Regions from separate parts of the Mus musculus genome. Here regions 1 and 3 are each linked to region 2. A link is a contact called in public promoter capture Hi-C data. All regions are on one chromosome and are shown on one strand. Each heading gives the region's core, a stretch centred on a gene start, on an enhancer-like site or on the middle of the called end of the contact. The rest is flanking DNA. Distances are from core to core; before and after follow the strand shown.

What was found. Promoter capture Hi-C pulls out the DNA fragments that hold promoters and counts their contacts.
Region 1: a promoter capture Hi-C map of hematopoietic stem and progenitor cells shows a contact between it and region 2. The contact joins the promoter of Cblc here to the promoter of Dmpk in region 2. A contact is called at or near these places in 5 of 39 promoter capture datasets (hematopoietic stem and progenitor cells, liver, pre-B cells and 1 more).
Region 3: a contact with region 2 is called in a promoter capture Hi-C map of pre-B cells, with 5 times the contacts expected there. The contact joins the enhancer-like site here to the promoter of Dmpk in region 2. A contact is called at or near these places in 2 of 39 promoter capture datasets (liver and pre-B cells), 1 of 115 datasets of contacts at active chromatin or transcription factors (pancreatic cancer cells) and 2 of 9 other capture datasets (liver and macrophages).

The regions. Positions count from the first base shown.
Region 1 is chr7:19,795,324-19,798,356 of GRCm38.p6, forward strand. It overlaps Cblc (Casitas B-lineage lymphoma c), which reads right to left and starts at 1,486. Exons shown (of 12, transcript NM_023224.5): 1 at 1,110-1,486. The coding sequence starts at 1,459.
Region 2 is chr7:19,082,069-19,085,460 of GRCm38.p6, forward strand. It overlaps Dmpk (dystrophia myotonica-protein kinase), which reads left to right and starts at 1,790. Exons shown (of 15, transcript NM_001379257.1): 1 at 1,790-2,086. The coding sequence starts at 1,927. Dmwd (dystrophia myotonica-containing WD repeat motif) reads left to right here. Exons shown (of 5, transcript NM_010058.2): 5 at 208-707. The coding sequence ends at 255.
Region 3 is chr7:19,875,169-19,878,464 of GRCm38.p6, forward strand. Ceacam19 (carcinoembryonic antigen-related cell adhesion molecule 19) reads right to left here. Exons shown (of 7, transcript NM_177036.5): 7 at 574-3,012. The coding sequence ends at 2,959. Among named protein-coding and RNA genes, the nearest start is that of Ceacam19, 11 kb to the right of the region's middle. Within about 2 kb of position 1,338, at least 163 of the 459 cell types and tissues checked have an H3K27ac peak or open chromatin away from gene starts, as enhancers often do. A contact at or near this core is called in macrophages, pancreatic cancer cells and pre-B cells, where this site is marked.

The sequences.
Region 1 (3,033 bases), core at 236-2,735, 710 kb after region 2:
GGAATTCCAGGATAGCTAGAGCTACACAGAGAAATGGGATCCAAAAACAACCAACCAATCTACCAACCAAACAAGAGAACCAGTTTATTACTCTGGGCTGATTGTGGTGCCAGAGCCCTTTGACCCCAGTACTCAGGAGGCAGAGGGAGGTGGATCTCTGTGAGTTTGAGGCCAGCCTGGTCTACAGATCGAGTTTAAAGGCCAGCTGGAACTACATAAGAAAGAAAAAAAGAAAGGAAGAAAGAAAGGAAGAAAGAAAGAAAAAAGAGATATGTATTTTCATTATATATACACACACACATACATACATATATATACACATATATATGCACATGTGTGTCTCTATATATTATACTATATATATATATGTGATATATATATTTATTTATTCAGGCAAGTCACAACAAGGCTAGGGAGCCAGACCCAAATCACCAGTTTAGACCTTGCTCTGGGTTCCAGCTCCAGTTCTATGCAGTTGTCCCACAAGCCAGAGGGCAGGCACGTCTAAGATCCTTGGAACAGACATCTTTGCTGGAACCCAGACAGGTGGAAGTGGAGGTGGGAGTGGGGGCTGGCCTGTTTCTCAGGCTGGACAGGTGGGTCCAACTCATCCTGCCTCCCCAACAGGAAGTTTGCTCTTTTATTTTTTGTTGTTGTTCCGAGACAGGGTTTCTCTGTGTAGCCCTGGCTGTCCTGGAACTCTTTGTAGACCAGGCTGGCCTCGAACTCAGAAATTCGTCTGCCTCTGTCTCCCAGTGGGATTGAAGGCGTGCGCCACCACTGCCCAGCTGAAGTTTGCTCTTCTAGGAGAGACACACGCCTGCACCCCAGGTTCAAGCTGATCTACAAAAGGAAGAAAGGGGGCCTGGAGGCAAGGGTGCTTAAAGGGGGGAATAATGGGGAGGAAGGCTGGACCTGTACTCCTGGGTCTGATGGAATAAAGGGTCTTGACTTTTGGGTCTGATTGAGGAGAGTTGAAGCTTGTACTTCTGGGTCTGAAGGAGGAGGGTGGAACCTGGACCCCTGGGTCTGAGGGAACAGGCGGCTGGTGGCACACAATCCGGAAATCACTAGTTTGTGACTTGTCTCTGAGGTAGGTTAGCGCTCACCTGAATCTGGAGCCCTCCCGGAAAACATCCTGGTTCACGTCCTTTTTGCCTCGGGGTGGCAGGAGCTCCGCCACCTGCCTGCCTTTGACCTCCAGATTGGCCAGGTAGATGGCCAGAAAGTCATCGGCGCCACCGGGACCCTCGGGGTCTTCCCTGGCCTCGCGCCGGGCCTTTGCCACCTCTCCAAGTAGCTGCGCGGTGCGGGGCAGCAGGTCCCGCAGGGACGGGGGCCCCGTGACCATCCTGGGATCCCTGCATTGCTCTTCTAGGCGCTGGAGCAACTTCACCGCCCGGCTAAGCGCGCGTGGCTCGCCCCGCTGCCACCCTCGCGGGGCTGCCGCCGCAGCCATGGGTCCCTCGGGTGGCTTGGGACTGGGACGGAGGGGTGTGGCGGGGAAAGGCTCCAGGTAGGGGCGGGACCAAGAGGGAGCAGGGGGCAGGTCCTGGAGGACCAGGAGGGGACTGTAGGTAAAAGGGGCCGGCCTGGAGAGTCTGAGGGAGGACGGCTGAAGCTGGACGCCTGTAGAGTCTGAGGGAGGAGAGCTGGGACTAGACCCCTGGGTCTGAGAGAGGAGGGCTAGAGTCTGGATTTATTGGTGTTGAGAAAAGAGGTGGTTCCGCAAGTAGGGCTCTGGGACAAGGCACCCTTTCATGAATTGTGGCTGAAGCTGTCAGTCTTTCTTCATAGGGGAGTCAGAGAGCTGAGTCTTCTAAGAACAGAAAGTCAAGTAGTTACTCTATGTCCCCGAGGTAAGGTACTAGAACCACCGGAGTTCGGGCTCCCGTGGCAGGTAAGGGAAATTTAGTTACAGTTTAAGTACCCAGATTTTCAAAAGAGGTGAAAGGGGTGTGGCGGAAAGTGGCGTTCAGGAATGCACAGGGCTGCAGGAAGTGGCTGCCGGGCAGGTTTGCACCCCAACCTGCCAGACCTGTAGGTCCGCCCTGATTATGCTTCAGACAGCCACCAGAGGGCGCCGTGGACACGGTTCTCTCTGCCCCAGGGCACCCAGGGCATCCAGCAAGCCAGCCACCACCCCAGCTAGGCCCGGTACTGACTCCTCAGCCTGCCTGCTCTCTCACTCTCTCCTTCTCCCTTCCTCTCCCTTCCTCTCCCTCCCTGTTTGGCAAAAACTCCAGATCCAGGAGATCTGAAGCCTCTGTCCTCTGAAGACACCCTGGGTAAGCACACACACACACACACACACACACACACACACACACACACACACTTTGTTGTTCTAGCTTTGTTTTTTTAGACAGTATCTCACCATACAACCCTGGGCGTCCTGGAACTCTCTCTGTAGACCAGGCTGGCATCAAGCTCACAGAGATCTGTCTGCCTCTGCCTCCCAAATGCTTGGACTAAAGGCACGGGGCATGCCTGGTACAATATCTTTTATTATTAAAAAAAAAAAATCCCAGCACGATGGAGTCAGAGGGAGACTAATTTCTGATTTAGAGCCAGCCTGGTCTACACATTGAGAGTTCCAGGTAAGCCAGAGTTACACAGAGAAATCCTGTCTCCAAAACAAACAAACAAACAAACATAAAAAATTGAAGTTGAATGTGTTTTCAGATAATTTTAAACCTAATTATTCAGGAAGAAGAGAACAAAGATGTTGAATTATGGTCCAGCCTGGGCTACAAAGCAAGGTTCTGTTTCTAACAACCGAACGGGGTTGGGAATTTGGCTCATTGGGTGAAAGTGCTCCTCACCAATCCTGACAGCCTGAATTTGGTTCTCAGAACCCACAGAGTGGCAGGAGAGAAGGGAGTAATATGAGCTGTCCTCTGACCTCCACATGTGTCCACAGTCATGCACGCACGTAAATAAACAGACATAAACCCAAAGAAAAACAAACTTCTCCCAAACCACCCAATCCATCCCCAACACACACACACACACACACACACACACACACAC
Region 2 (3,392 bases), core at 540-3,039:
ACCTGGGGCCACATTACTGTGGAAGTGCTACTCTGGGTCAGTGGAGACGGCCGAGCTGTTTGTTCCTAGCTAGGACAGCAGCTTTAGGCCTGGGGGGCAGATCCCAGCTGGGGCAGCAGCTCCAAGGCCTTTGGGTGGCTCCTTCTCCGGGTTCTGGCAGAAGCCCAGGTGCTGTCTAATCCACCTTTCTCCTCTTGTTCTCCCCAGGGCATCTCCTCCCAACCAGGCAGCTCCCCCAGTGGCACTGTGGTGTGAAATGTGGATGTCCCATGTTCCCGGCCTCCTAGCCATAACCCTCCCCGCTGACCTCAAGAATCACTGTATTAACAAGACTAATCATGATGGAAGGACTGCTCCAAGCCCCACGCTGCACACATACTGGGGGTCCCCTAGGTTGGCCCAGCCATGGGGATGTAGTGTCCTGTGTGGCCTTGGCCCTGTCCTCCACCCACTGCCAAGTACAATGACCTGTTCTCTGAAACATCAGTGTTAACCATATCCCTGTCCCAGCATGTGACTGTTCACTCCTGGGAGAGACTTAGCCCACAGTACCCCTGGGTGAGAGGGCAGGGCAGGGGCCATCCCCACTCCTGCCCAAACTCCACCCCTTGCTATGGTCTGTGATTTTGAAAGTGTTAAATTATGGAAGCCCTGAGGGCCCTCCTTGTTCCCCTGGACCTCTTATTTATACTAAAGTCCTTGTTTGCACAGTGTTTCTGTTCCCTGGGGCAGGGTAGGGTGGGGGTTGCAGTACTTGGCCTCCAAGCTGTGCTCTGACCAAAGGAAGCCCAATCTTAGCTGTTTCCCCATCCCTAGCCCCGAGCAGAGAGCCCTCTGAAAGATGAGTCTCGACCCCCAAAGTCAAGAGGCTGAGATGGCCTTCCTACTAGGTCCTTGGAGATGTTTGAAACTTGTTTTAAACACCAGGACTATCCAAGCATGCTCTCCTTGGGGAGAGGAGGATGCTGGAATTGACTGCACTCCCTGCCTCCTCTGAACATGCCTTTGCAGTCTGCTGCCCCTGGCCCATTTATGACTGGCCATCTAGTGCCAGCTGGAGGTCATGATTTCCTCCCCAGAGAACTGGCCACCCTAGAAAGAAGCTAACTTGTCGCCTGGCTTGCTGTCCAGGCAGCTCCGCCCTCAACCCCTAAAATGTTTCTGTCTCTAATCCTAGCCCAGGCAGGAATGTGGCTGCCCCGGCCTGTGGCCAAGGAGCTATTTTGGGGTTCTCTTTTGCTTAAGGAGGGCCTGGATCCACCACTTGCCTCCCCCAGGCTGGGGCCAGCAGGTCACCCCTGGCCCTGGCGGCTGAGCAAACTCTCTCCTGATCTTCCTTCTACCTCCTGCCAAAAAATGGGGGGGCGGGTAATACAGCAGGCACAGGGGCTAAATTTAACTGTCCCAAAGTCGGAATCCATTGCTGAGTCACGAAGAAGCTGCCCCTGGCCTTTGCCCCCCCCACTACCCCCTCACCCCCTGTTGCCCAGGCATCAGCCCTTTCCCCCAACCCCTCCCAGCTCTGAGTCTATAGACTGGCTCTCCTGGGCACTGACACCTCCCACCTGTAACTCCCTGTGCTCTCTTTATGGGTGGGTAGAGTCAATGGGGGGGGGCAACCCTGGAGTATTACTCTGTCCCCTGACATTGGGCTCTGAAGAGTTTTGAGGGGCCCTGGAAGAAGGGAGTTGGGGTGTTGGCTCAGGAGGGGTTAAAAACTGGGAGGCGGGAGGGGGGCTGGGCCAAGGGGTGGAGAAAAGAGGAGGAGGCCTTAAGCATAGAACTGGCCAGAGAGACCCAAGGGATAGTCAGGGACGGGCAGACATGCAGCTAGGGTTCTGGGGCCTGGACAGGGGCAGCCAGGCCCTGTGACGGGAAGACCCCGAGCTCCGGCCCGGGGAGGGGCCATGGTGTTGCCTGCCCAACATGTCAGCCGAAGTGCGGCTGAGGCAGCTCCAGCAGCTGGTGCTGGACCCAGGCTTCCTGGGACTGGAGCCCCTGCTCGACCTTCTCCTGGGCGTCCACCAGGAGCTGGGTGCCTCTCACCTAGCCCAGGACAAGTATGTGGCCGACTTCTTGCAGTGGGGTGAGTATGGATAGGAAGCCTGGGGTTGGGTGCAAGGCAGAGGTGGGTCTACAGGGCAAGAATGGGCTATGGAGGGGCAGGAGGGCCTGGAAAGGGCTTTTTGTAAGGGAGCCAAGCAGAGCTCATGACCTGACCCCAAGCTCCCCTGGTGAGGCACCAGGGTCAGTGAGGCCACCTATGACTCAGCCAGTGCAGGCTGGGGTGGGCATAGCCTCCTGCTATCTCAGCACCCACACTAGGACCTGGCAGCTTTCTCTTTTAGGACCCTTGGCTCCTCAAACTGGCTTCATAGCCCTCCCCAGTTTCCCAGAGTGTGGGGAGGGACAGCGTGGGGCAGCTGCCAGGGTGTGGCCCATAGGCAGGTGTTTGGCGTCTGCCTCCCCAGCTGCCCTGACAGGTGTCCAGGAGCTATGAGGGCACTGTGACTCACAGAGGCCCTGGGGGAGAACCAGCCCGGCAGACAGGCGCCACCGAGCACCCTTTCTGTTCCCCAAATTAAGAGGAAGGAACAACTTCAGCTTCTGAGTGTGCCCATCCCTAGCACTCTGATCCCGCCCAGCCTTTGTGGGCCAGATTGGTCATCCCTCCTGGCTTCTCATCTGCTTTTGTGGTTCTAGCTCAAGACCTCTAATTCCTCTGCTGACTTAAATGCCCTTCCCCAGAGGTCTTCTCAGGCCTAGTGGACAAGCTTGGAGCCTTATCTGCTCCTGCCCAACATTGAGCCAAAGCTCCAGCTTACCCCAGCTTCCTTACAAGTAACGACCTGTTTTGTTGCTCTGTGCCTATTATTAAGGGTCCAGGTCTTGATTCTTGGCTGTCTGCCCATGTGTGTGACCCTAGTGCATTCTCCCCTCCTCCCCCGTTTCACAGATGGAAAGGTTGAGGCCATCGGTTAGACTGCTAAGCCTGTGAAAGACTTTTTCTCCTCTCCAGTCTTTAGTGTCTCCCTCAACCTTTCTTTTGAAGGATGGGGTTTGGGCTGGCAGGGTAAACTGAGAACTGGGGTGGGGGCAGGGGGTCTGACCCTCTGGGAAGGAGCAGTCCTTTTGTGGCCTGAGCAGCATCCTGTGGGCCCCTCCCCTGCCAGGCCTGGGCGGGGGAGGGGGCCTGGGTTCCCGCTGCCTTAAAAGGGCTCAACGCCTTGGCTCTCTCCTCCTCCCCACCCCCCAGCCTTGGCCCTAGCTGTATCTTCCCCGGCTGCCCACTTTCCCAAACCCCTTTCTTCTCTGTGACCCCATCTCCCCGCTTCCCCACACGTCCCTCCTCCATCCTTACTCCCCGGCCTTAGAACTTCCCTAAGGGAGAT
Region 3 (3,296 bases), core at 88-2,587, 790 kb after region 2:
CTTTTGTTTTTGTAAGGCAAGGGTTTTCTATGTAGCCCCGGCTGTCTTGGAACTTGCTCTGTAGACCAACCAAGCTGGCCTCAAACTCACAGAGATCTGCCTGCCTCTCTGCCTCCTGATTGCTGGGATCAAAGGTATGCACTATTATTTTAGTCAGGGTTTCTATTCCTGGACAAAACATCAAAACCAAGAAGCAAGTTGGGGAGGAAAGGGTTTATTCAGATTACACCTCCAAACCGCTGTTCATCACCAAAGGAAGTCAGGACTGGAACTCAAGCAGGTCAGGAAGCAGGAGCTGATGCAGAGGCCATGGAGGGATGTTCCTTAATGGCTGGCTTCCCCTGGCTTGTTCAGCCTGCTCTCTTATAGAACCCAAGGCTACCAGCCCAGGGATGGCACCACCACCCACAATGGGCCCTGCCCCCTTGATCACTAATTGAGAAAATGGATCTCATGGAGGCGTTTCCTCAAGAAAGGCTCCTTTCTCTGTGGTAGCTCCAGCCTATGTCAAGTTGACACAAACCCAGGCAGTACAGCCTCCATGCCTGACTTGTTATTTATTCTTTTTACTTTGGCTTGCTATATACTTAATAAATGCATATATTTTGAATGCATTTATTAGGGACACTATGACTAGTGCAGCATTCTCCAGACTGTCCTGTGAGAGTGGAGCAGTTAGACTTAGACGCCCTATCTGGAAAATGCTGCTTGGATGTGGGTTAAACGTGTTTAGAAAGAGCCTGGAAAATTGTGACTCCCCAGAGAAGTCACTTAAGTTAGGGAGTTTTTGCTCAGATCTCTCTCTAATTAGCATGGTGAATCTGTCTACAGCATCCCCAGGACCCCAACTCTCTCACTTGCTCTGTTTCTTGCAGGGAAGACCTCTCTGTGAACTGTTTATACAACTTCCATTTTTGATTATATTGAACTTAACCACGAGGTGGCCAGATCTAGTTGCAAGGACTCCTGGGAAATGTAGTTTTTATGTTGAGAAGGCTGGGTCTCCTCACCTGTGGTCAGATTGAGCTGGGCTACGGTGCAGTAATAAGAAGCCCCATTTTACTCACAGCGTGGCTCATTTAGGGTTTATATTTCTCACTCCTGTGATACTTCGGTCTCAGGTAGACAGCTATGAAAAGGGTCAGGAGAACTCAGCTTTAGGTGGGCTCATTCAGGAACCTGACTGACAGGGCTAGTCACTGTGACTGGAGTCTGGAGGGAAAGTGATGGCGCACCTGGACTACTGGGCACTGCTTGCACCCACATTTCATTAATCAGAGCTTTTTGCATTCTAATTAGGGGCTGTGGAAATGCAATTCCACCTAAGGCCAGAAGAGGGAGAAAGAGCACAGTGTGAACATCATCTAACCGAACTTGAAAACACACACAGACACAGACACAGACACAGACACAGATGCACGCACGCATGCACGCACGCACGCACGCACACGCACATGCAGACACACACTCAAATAAATTTTTTTTTTTAAATTATAAATTTGGCTGGCTGCTGGTAGCACACGCCTTTAACTCAGCAACCAAGAGGCAGAGGCAGGTGGATCTCTGTGAGTTTGAGGTCAGCCTGGTCTACAAAGCAAATTGCAGGACAGCCAGGGCTACACAGAGAGACTTTGTCTCAAAAGAAGAACTTTTAAAAAGACATAATTAAGCCCTGGTTTATTCACTCCTTCTGTCTCCTCTGGCCCTCAGGTCACATGGTTGATCTGGATGGCCAGCTTAGTCATGCACTGGTTGTATGAGATCAAAGCCTGGGGAAGTCCCTCCGAGGGGCTCATTTGCATATTGCCAATCAGCTGTGGTTGTAACGTCCCCTCCCTGGGATCCTTCAGCATCCCCATTTCCTGTTTGCTGGAACAACCTGCTATCAAAGAGTGGCTTAAAACAACTACAGTTTATCATCTTACAATCAAACGCCGTGAGTCCAAAGTGGCCGTCACTGATCCTTGGGCCCAGAGGCCACAGGGTGGGGCAGTTTCTTGAGCTTTCAAGCTTCCAGAGACTTCCTCCAGGCGTGTCACGTGTCACGTCTTCCCAGTGGCTGAGGACTAACTACTGTTTTGTCCCCCTGCGGTTGAGGATTAAACCCAGGCCTCTCTCCAGTTCCGCAAGCAGCCCATCTGCAGAGCCGCGCCCCCATGTTCTCAGTCCCTCACGGGTGGGCTCTGGGCAGGCGCTCTACAGCTGTGCTGTACAGTCCCAGTCCTCTGTGTGGCTGATTTTGAAGCAGGTCAGGGGTCGGGCAGTTAATTTGCCCAAGGCTGTTATCTTCCTGACAGGTGTTTGGCTCTATGAGCAGTGGCTCTCAACCTTTGTATTGCTGAGACCCTTAATACAGTTCCTCAAGTTGTCACCACAACCTCCGACCATAAAAATAATTTTGTTGCTACTTCACAACTGTAATTTTGCTACTGTTATGAGCCATAATCTACATATCTGGCATTTCTGATGGTCTTAGGCAAACCCTATGAAACAATTATTTGACTCTCTGAAGAGGTTTGACCCACAGGTTGAGAACCTCCGGTGGTTGTGCGGCCTTCCTGGTAGTGCTTTCTTCCCAAGGAAAGGGCTTCTGGGTAACTGGTTAAAGCTGGATGGAATTTTATGGTGGAGTACCAAGGCCTTCTTCCCATCACTCAAATACCTGGATGGGGCCGCTGGCCTTGGGTGGGGCAGGAGCCTGCTTTCTTAGAGGCAGGTGGCCCAAGAGGCACAGACTGAAGGTTGTTGGGACATTGGGGATCTGGGGTTGTCAGTCTCTCATCCCGAGAGGCACTGACTCCATGTCATGCTGAGTCTATGGCAGAGCCCATCTTGCCAGTTTCCCTGCAGCGTTGTCCTGTGGGTGTCCCATGTGTCCTTTCTATAGGTGTGAAGCCCTGAGGGGTGGGGTCTGGAAGTTGAGATTCTGTCTTCTGTGCAGGCTGGGCCGAGGGTCCATCAGGAAGTTGGCACCAGCTGGCAGTATGGGGCTGGGTCAGGGTTTAGTAGGTCCTAGGAAGAGGGCAACAGGAACTATGAGGGGCAGGAGAGGTGGCGGTGGAAGAGAGACAGCGGTGGTGGCCCAGAGTGGGGTTGGGGATATGACAGAGAATAGAACCAGGAGACTGAAAGAGGGTGAGCCCCAGAGTTAGGGGGTACTAGGGAGCAGGAGAGGTGTACCCAAAATAACAGGGGCAAGGCCAGACAGGAAAGAGGAGAGGACGAGATACTAATAAACCAAGAGGGAAAGGAAGAGGGAGGGGGAGAGGGAGGGGGAGAGGGAGAGGGAGAGGGAG